Linked DNA regions of Ovis aries: region 1 is linked to region 2. A link is a contact called in public Hi-C data. All regions are on one chromosome and are shown on one strand. Each heading gives the region's core, a stretch centred on a gene start, on an enhancer-like site or on the middle of the called end of the contact. The rest is flanking DNA. Distances are from core to core; before and after follow the strand shown.

Evidence for each region. Hi-C and Micro-C count contacts between places; a contact is called where the count stands out from the background.
Region 1: a contact with region 2 is called in a Hi-C map of liver, with 6 times the contacts expected there. The contact joins two enhancer-like sites. A contact is called at or near these places in 12 of 16 Hi-C or Micro-C datasets (blood, hypothalamus, liver and 7 more).

What each region holds. Positions count from the first base shown.
Region 1 is chr2:205,806,215-205,810,187 of ARS-UI_Ramb_v3.0, forward strand. It overlaps a transcript of CTLA4 not described here. Among named protein-coding and RNA genes, the nearest start is that of CTLA4, 54 kb to the right of the region's middle. Within about 2 kb of position 1,342, at least 2 of the 54 cell types and tissues checked have an H3K27ac peak or open chromatin away from gene starts, as enhancers often do. A contact at or near this core is called in liver, where this site is marked.
Region 2 is chr2:205,481,071-205,485,244 of ARS-UI_Ramb_v3.0, forward strand. All of the region lies in intron 4 of RAPH1 (Ras association (RalGDS/AF-6) and pleckstrin homology domains 1), which reads right to left. Among named protein-coding and RNA genes, the nearest start is that of RAPH1, 55 kb to the right of the region's middle. Within about 2 kb of position 1,746, at least 16 of the 54 cell types and tissues checked have an H3K27ac peak or open chromatin away from gene starts, as enhancers often do. A contact at or near this core is called in liver, where this site is marked.

The sequences.
Region 1 (3,973 bases), core at 92-2,591, 320 kb after region 2:
CTGGTAGAAGGGGAAAAGGATCTCTGTGGGGCCTCTTTCATGGCAACACTAGTCCCTTTCATGGGGGCTCTACCCTCATGACATGCTCACCTCCTAAAGACCCTGTCTCAGTACCATCACATTGTGCATTAGGATTTCAAGATAGGAATTTGGGGGAGACAGAAACATTCAGAGCATAGAGGTTGTTTCCAAAGTTTCACTACTGTAAATCATGCTGCCGTGAACATTGGTGTATAGACATCTGTTCAAGTTCCTGCTTTCAGTTCTTCTCCGATTCCACCCACGTGGTAATTCTCTGGTTAACTTTTTGAGATGCTACCAAATGCACTTTACATTTTATCTACTCTTCACAAACTGGCCATTGTTGAAATCACACATTAAAATTCTGATGGAGAGGGGCCTCCTACTCTGGATCCAGGTTATCCCCGGCAGGCTGATACTGCCCATTGCCTCCACTGGGGGACTCCCGTGAATTATATGCCTCAGTGAGCTGGATGGAATTTTCATTTTAGAAATGGGAAACAAATGTAACAGGCTGAATCAGCAGTATTCCCACTCTTCTCCTGGTAATGAGAGCTCTGCTAACTTTCCCAGACTCTGCCCTTTGCAGCCTTATTGGGTCTATACTGGATTCCCTTGACCAGTGGAGACTTGGAACCATAAAGTTCCAGGAGGGAGCTGTTTTCACTCCTATGTCCGACCTCAAGCCAACCTGTCACAGATTTATCAAGGAGGGGGAAGATGGCCTTAGTTCATCTCATGCTCCAGTAATAGTTCTAAGTGTGCGTTCTTCTAGCGGATAAGAACGTGGTCACCGGAGCCAGATGGCTTGTGTTCAGATCCCAGCTCTACTATTTGTTGTGTGATCTTCATTAAAATTATTTCACATTTCACTGTGCTTCAGCTTCCTCACCTATAAATAGGGGATGGATGACAGTGCTTTACTTATTTCACATGATTGCCATGAGGGTTACCTGAGTTGACGTGGTTAAGCAAGTACTTTAAAAAGGTGCCTACACTCTGGAAGGGCTCTGCAAGTGGGGGGTCATGTTAGCAGTACTGACCTTATGATTATGCCCAAGAATGTAAATTCTCTAAACTGTAACAGTTAATAGAGAACTGATTATAGATTACCACTGTAGCTCTGGTAATTAAAAACAAAAGAACAAAATTAGGAGGACACAGATGAACGAAGCATGGAGAGACACAGTCATATGGTTTGAAAAAGCCATTAGACTTTAACTGTCTTTGGCCTGATGTCACAAGCTTAGAAAATGCTAACAGTTGGCCTCTGAAATTTGTTAGACCTGCCTGATTCTGTGATCTGTATCTGTAGCAAGATATTTATTCAGTAGTCACCTTGTGCCATCTATAGGTCAGTATGATTTACTGCAATAACTGAAGAGTAGGCTGTGATAATCTTCAGACACAAAATGATTGACTTGATTTTCAAAACCTACTCACACCTCCTTTTTGCTCGGGAAAGCCTTTCTCCTTTTTTGGTTTGTTCTTTGCTTTTGTTTTTGGTAGATGCAATGCTTTTCGTGACTATAAATAATCCTCTCTATGGAACAAGGGGAGAAATTTTGCCTTGAGATGCAGCTGTGAGTGAGGAGGGCATTGCATACCCAGATTCCATTTGCTCACATGTTCCTCACAACCAGGAAATCTTTCCTTCTATGTTAAATGGCCAAGACATCATTTTAAAAATCCAGTGAAGCTTGCATTTTCCCACAGTAAGGGGGGTGAACCAGGAATTGGAGCGATTTCTGCTTTCTATTGTCCTGGTGTTTTATTCTTAGCACCAGTGGCATAGGAAAGGCCATTGATTGTGATGCAGGGAACCCTAAGTGCTGTAAGGGGCAATGCAGGCAGGGGAAATCAGGGAGGACTGTCTGGAGGGGATGAAGTGGGCTCTGGATTTTAGAAGAATGCGGGTGGCAGGAAAAGGGATGACTGGTGGCAGTGATGACCCATTGCCCTCTATACTATACTCTGTGTTTACCGATCAAGAAGGCCTCATCATATAAAAAGAAGAAACTCGTTTCTCATAAGTCTGCCTCATATCAAGCTTTTTCCTTTGGGTCTTCATGTCTTTGTCTCTTTCCTGTTTCCATTCTAAGTTCCCTTACCCTCTTCCTGGTCCAAACCATACTAGTTTCCTTTAGTTTCTGGAAAGCATCATGCTCCCCATCACCGGAGGTTTTTGCATCAGCTGCCCACCCCTACCCCCGGTATGGAACCATCCTCATCTTGGTAACTCTTCTTCATCCTATAGACCTCAGATGAAAAGTCACTTCCGGAAGGAGGCCCTGCCTGATCCCCCAGACCAGGTGGAATCTCCTTGTACATGCTGTGCTTTGCATTCTTCCCTCTCCTTTGGAACTCCTGTCACACTTGTCAGGTTACAGGTCTAACAGATGTCTTTTCTATACGCAGGTATGGGGCTGTCTGTATTCCCATGGACCAGAAAGAGGCCCATGCAAGGGTCAGGAAGGAAAAAATAGCAGAAAAATTGTACATCTTCCACTATTAAGTTTTCTTTGATGGTTTATTTTAGAGGCCAAGCTAACAGTGCCCAGTCACCAATGCATGGTAGTATTGGTGTAGGAGAATGTAGTGGGTACCATTTTCTCAGTCCAGAAATGGGGCAGGTGCTCTGGTGGCACTCTGTGGACAGAGGAGGGACAATGCTCTAGGGTGGAACTTCTGCCGTCACTCCTGCCCCTGGGGATGGAGTAGGATGGTAACTCTGCAGGGTCAGGGGTAGGGGAGCGGGTGAGTGCTGGTTGCAATATAAGACCATCAAATGCAGGAAAAGGGAAAGTGGACTTTCCCCCTTCAATTAATTGAGAAAAGCCATTTCCCAGAGTGCAGAGGAGAATTGGAAAGATGGATTAAGTCTGTAGTGCAATCTTTTAAAATGTACATGATATTAGATAGTAAGCTATACATAAACCACAAAGAAGATTGTGCAGAGGCTTAAATGGGTTGACACCAACTGCAGATCCAAGCATTATGAACTGAGAGGAGACAGGATGAGAAAGACTAAGTGACCCAGTTCTAAGCCTCATCTTTTATCTCGAATATAATAAAATCTTGAGGTCTTGTTAAAAAAAATAACGTATATACTATTTTGAAGGTGAGAAAGAGAAAAGGTATCCTGTGAGGTTAATTTGGCTGCAGTATTTAGGGTGAATTAGAGAAGACTGGTCCGGATCAGAAGAGTGAGCATTAGGGCTGGAATGGACTTCACGACGCGGCGTTTGAAGGAAGACTTAGAGCTCAGAGCCTTTGGGGTGCTAAGGGTCCCTGTGGGGCATCTGGCTTAGTATTTAGCGTCAGGATAGTCCTGTGAGTGTCCTGCCAGGATTATCTGAGGCTCATGAGAGAACTGCTTTGGGTTGCCAGCAGGAAGCACCTGGCTTGGCAAAGCTGGGACAAAAGTAAGAACTGGTGTTAGCATGCCATCGTTTGATTGGCCAAAGAGATGTGAGATTGACCAAGAGGAGGGGAAGACACTAGGTCTTGAGGACTATACCATGATAATAGTATGTTCTATGGGAAACGAAGTCAAGGCACAAGGAAGCTCCCTGACCCTCCTTTAAGTTTTAGGAAAACCCTCATAGACTCAGAGGGAGTTGCTTAGGAATGTAGCCACGGACTTGACTATGATCTTTGAATCCAGCCTGGTTAACACCACGTTGCTTATTTTGACAAGGGAAAACCCCAAGTGCTGGATTTAGGAACATGTACTGGGTTTTTTTTATTGGCCATACAGTTGGCTCCCCTAAGGGAAATGTTTCATTGAGCAGGTCATGTTCTAAAGCCATTCCTTGCTGGTCAAGTTCTTCAAAGTTTCTTCTTAGGAGCTACCCTTTGGAAAGAGCACTGACCTGGCAGGGGAGAGTCTGGGTTCTACTCCCAGCCTCACTACTCTGAAACTACGTCTATGAACAAGTCACTTCACCCA
Region 2 (4,174 bases), core at 496-2,995:
GTACTTGCCTTACTGCACTAAAACTGCTTTGGTTGTCTGTTCTGACATCCCTCTCGCCATACAATAAATTATAATCTCATAAAGACATTGTGTATTATGTTCACAGTTTTATCCCTTACAGCCCAGGTACTCCAGCATTTATGGAATGTATGAATAGCTATTCATGCCACAGGCTTGGCCAGACTAAGAGTGATTTTGCTTTCCTCTCTCTACATTTTCTCATTCAACATATTCTATAACACTGTGTCAGTCACCACATCAATGCGAGGCCTACCGAATCTATATTGCCAATATCCTCATTCTTAGGAAATGAGTACTTTGAGTATTAACAGCTAAAAGGGCATGAAAATGCAACCAACTCTCAACTGGTTCAGGGGAAAAAAATATATATATATATATAAAATAATACAGTAAATGTCGCAAAATGTTAAATTACTGAACATGAGTAAGAGTTTCATGAGTTCTTTATACTATTTTTTCAAATTTTTCTAAGTTTGACATTATCTCAAAATAAAAAGTTAAAAAATAAATCTATTCTCACTAGGCTCAGTCTCACATAAGCTCCCGTCATATTTCCAAATGCTTACTGGCTAGTTAAAAAAAAAATCATTATCTAAGGTGTTCAATAAGAGATGGCTACGTGCCATGTTAAACAGTATGATGGAACATTATTAGTTATTGAAATTCAACACATCCTTACCAAAAATGAATATGCACATGGGAAGTATCAAAGACAATGTGGACCAATTTTTAAATCTTTACTGAATTTTACTTTTTTTTTTTTTTTTGGCTAGGAGGTATATCTTAGCTGCCCGGCCAGGGATAGAACTTGTACCCCTTGTACTGGATGGTGAAAACTGCTGAACCACGAGGGAAGTCCCCAGTTTTTACTTTTTCTTTATCACTACTTTCATAAATCTAAAATCTGTGTTTAAAACACATATGTGAATGTGAAGGTCAACTCACATAAAATTTGCTCTATACCGTCTCAGTTTCAAAAAGTTTCATTTGTTACAAAGCTATCATGTTCTCTATCAATCTCTCAAAAACTCCACAAATCTCTGCAAAGTAAGTTATGAATCACTACTTTCTTGAACTGAACCTATAACATGTACCATTTATGAGCCAGAATCTTGTTGGGGAGGATGTGTAGAAAAGCAGTGATCTGAAATATGAGCCAAAATCAAGAAATGAATGACCTCCTATCAGAGTCATGGTTACAAAATACAACATTTTCTTTTGGTAGCTAACACTTTAAATAATAACTGGAAGAAGGTGGAGGTTTGTGAAAACATATTAATGTTTCAATAAAACAGATTTACATCCATCTTGTACTGAGGTTATGTGCTCTTCACAAATATTAAAAATAAATACAGCATGACGGTTACAAATCCAGACCTTTATGGGGTGGCCAGAGTGCCTGGGTTCAAGCACCAGCTCAGTATTTCCTGGCAATATGACTCTGGGCTTATTATTTAACCTGTTTCCTCATGTGTAAAATGGTGTAAAGATAGCATTTATCTCCAAATGTTACTATAAAAATTAAAGGAGAAATAATAACACTATTATTATTAGAAGAATGGGAAACCACCAGCCATCATTTGAATTTTATTTAAACCTCAATTCATTTAGATTACAGCTAGCTTACGGTTGTTAAAATTTTAACATATTCAGGAATATACTAAAACACCACCAGATGGGGATGTTACTACATAAATCTCTTTGCCTTTTTTTCTACTGCCCATGTAGTTCTGTCTCTAGGCTTGGATCTGAGACGCACTGGCTAGTCTAGCCTTGTCTAGATTCTCCTTCAATTTTATGATGAAGTAGCAAGGTAACGCTAATGCTGTAGGAGCTGTACAACCAGACTGCCTGGGTTCAAATCCTCGGGAAAGTTACCTAGTCACTTTCTGCTTTAGTTCCCTTCATTGTAAAACAGTGGTGAAAGTGAAAGAAAGCGAAAGTCTCTCAGTCGTGTCCGGCTCTTTGCAACCCCGTGGACTGTAGCCCACCAGGCTCCTCCGTCCATGGGATTCTCCAGGAAAGAATACTGGAGTGGGTTGCCATTTCCTTCTCCAGGGGATCTTCCTGACCCAGGGATTGAACCCAGGTCTCCCACATTGCAAGCAGATGCTTTAACCTCTGAGCCACCAGGGAATGGTACCTATTCTCAAGGCTCTATACAAACTCAGTGTTAAGACATGTAAAGCACCATGCCCAGCACAGAATAAGCAATAACACAGTAGCTGATATTATTTTCTATTTCCCCTCCTCTTCTCTTTATTCCTCTCCTAGATATTTAACTGGCCATTATATAGCCAGTATAAGGTTCTTTACCAGCTCTCCCAACACAAAACAAAACAGACTTAAAACCAAATAAAAATGCTTTTTCGCTTTTAGGTATCTAAGAAATCCACAAAACAAGGATCACGGCATATATGCCAGTGTTGACTGGGTGGTGTGTTTGTACCTATCCCTCTATTACCTTCCTAGGCCAGTGAAATCTAGAATTAAAACACCAAGTTGGTACATGTGGATAAATTTTCAGTGAGATGCAGCAACATAGCCATTAGAATTTTAGGAGAAACGTAGTTGTAATAACTAGTAACTCCAATCTTTCAGATACGCAGGCCTCTTAAAATTTCAGAAAGCCCTGAGCTCCCATCTAGTTATTATCTCAGAGCAAAAAGTTGCTTTCTGAGAATAACTGGGACCTCAATGCCAATGCCACTTGTTATTACAACAAACACAACTGCTGTTTTCTTTCCAATATCTCAAGATTTCTGCACACATTTATTCTTGAAATAGTTCTGGGAAGTGAAGGAAGTAAAGGAATTACACTGAAGCTATCATATGCTATGCTGCATATCACATTATTAACAACTGGTATAGCCACAGAGATTTCATTAAAAAAAAAACTCTATACACATGAGGGGGAAAAATACCCCACAGCATTGAAAAGCTTTAGTAGCTCAAATATTTAGGAATTTTTCCTATCAAAATATTTACAATACATCATCAAATATTCTTAAAGATTCAGCAAAACTTTTTGAACCTACCATAAGCTTCAGTATATGTTTCTAAAAGCATTTTTATTTTAAAAATATATTTTTGTGTATAAGATTCCAAATTCAGAGGAACTGTTAGTTTAAATCCCACCAGAAAATAAATATATAGGTATATTATAGCACTAACCTTTCATCAGTAAACCCTACTTTATATAAAACTTATAACATGCAATTACTATTTAAATTTGCAAACTGCTGTCTTATTAAAAAGTATTGTTTTATCTTTTAATGTGAATAAAAGTACCAGTAAGTCAACTGTAACATTTATTTCACGTTGCTATAGTCTTTATTAGAATTTACTTCAGCTACAATGAATTCTAAATTTAAAAACAGCAAATGAACACTACTGATGGATTTCATAAGAATACTAACATTATTCTGTAATTCATTTTTATGTTTATCCATAAACTCATATTTTTACGCTAAATCAAACATTCAGGAAATAATCATTTTTGATGATCAGCTTCACTTTATTTTTAAGATACTGATAAAAGCTGGGAGGCAAATGTTATAGTTTTGGAATTCAAAAACAGACTTCCCAGTTATTTGACCTACTTAATCCCCTCTTTGGAATAATGCCCCTACCAAAGGGATAGTTGGAGGCTTAAATGAAATAACATATGTGAAGTGCCTGAAAGCACAGTATTTCAACAAAAGTCAAGAAAGAGAAAGGCAAGAGAAAAAGACTTACTCTTCCTGATGTGAAATTATACTATGCCTAGCCCTGTTGGCTTCAGAGAGCAAGGAGGTAGAAAGAAAAGCTATACAATTACTTTGTTTTCAGATGGGCAGTTTGAATACCCACATCCCCAAGATACAATAGTACCAATCTCAAGTTGATTTTTCTAACTGGTATTAGTGTCACTAAACTTCAGTGAGAGTAACTATTCTGTCCTAGGTTTCTTTAGAACAGGCATAATTACTGCCTCTAAAGAACTTAGAGGTGTCTAAAAAAAGGTTTCACTGTCAGATTTTCATATGCTACTTCATCTGAAGCACTCTGTCTGACCATCTTGAAGGAAAACTGCTGATAATTTTAGAGTACAGAACTTCTAGACAAAGATGGATTGAACACATGCATATATTTAAATGCTTGTTCAAATATC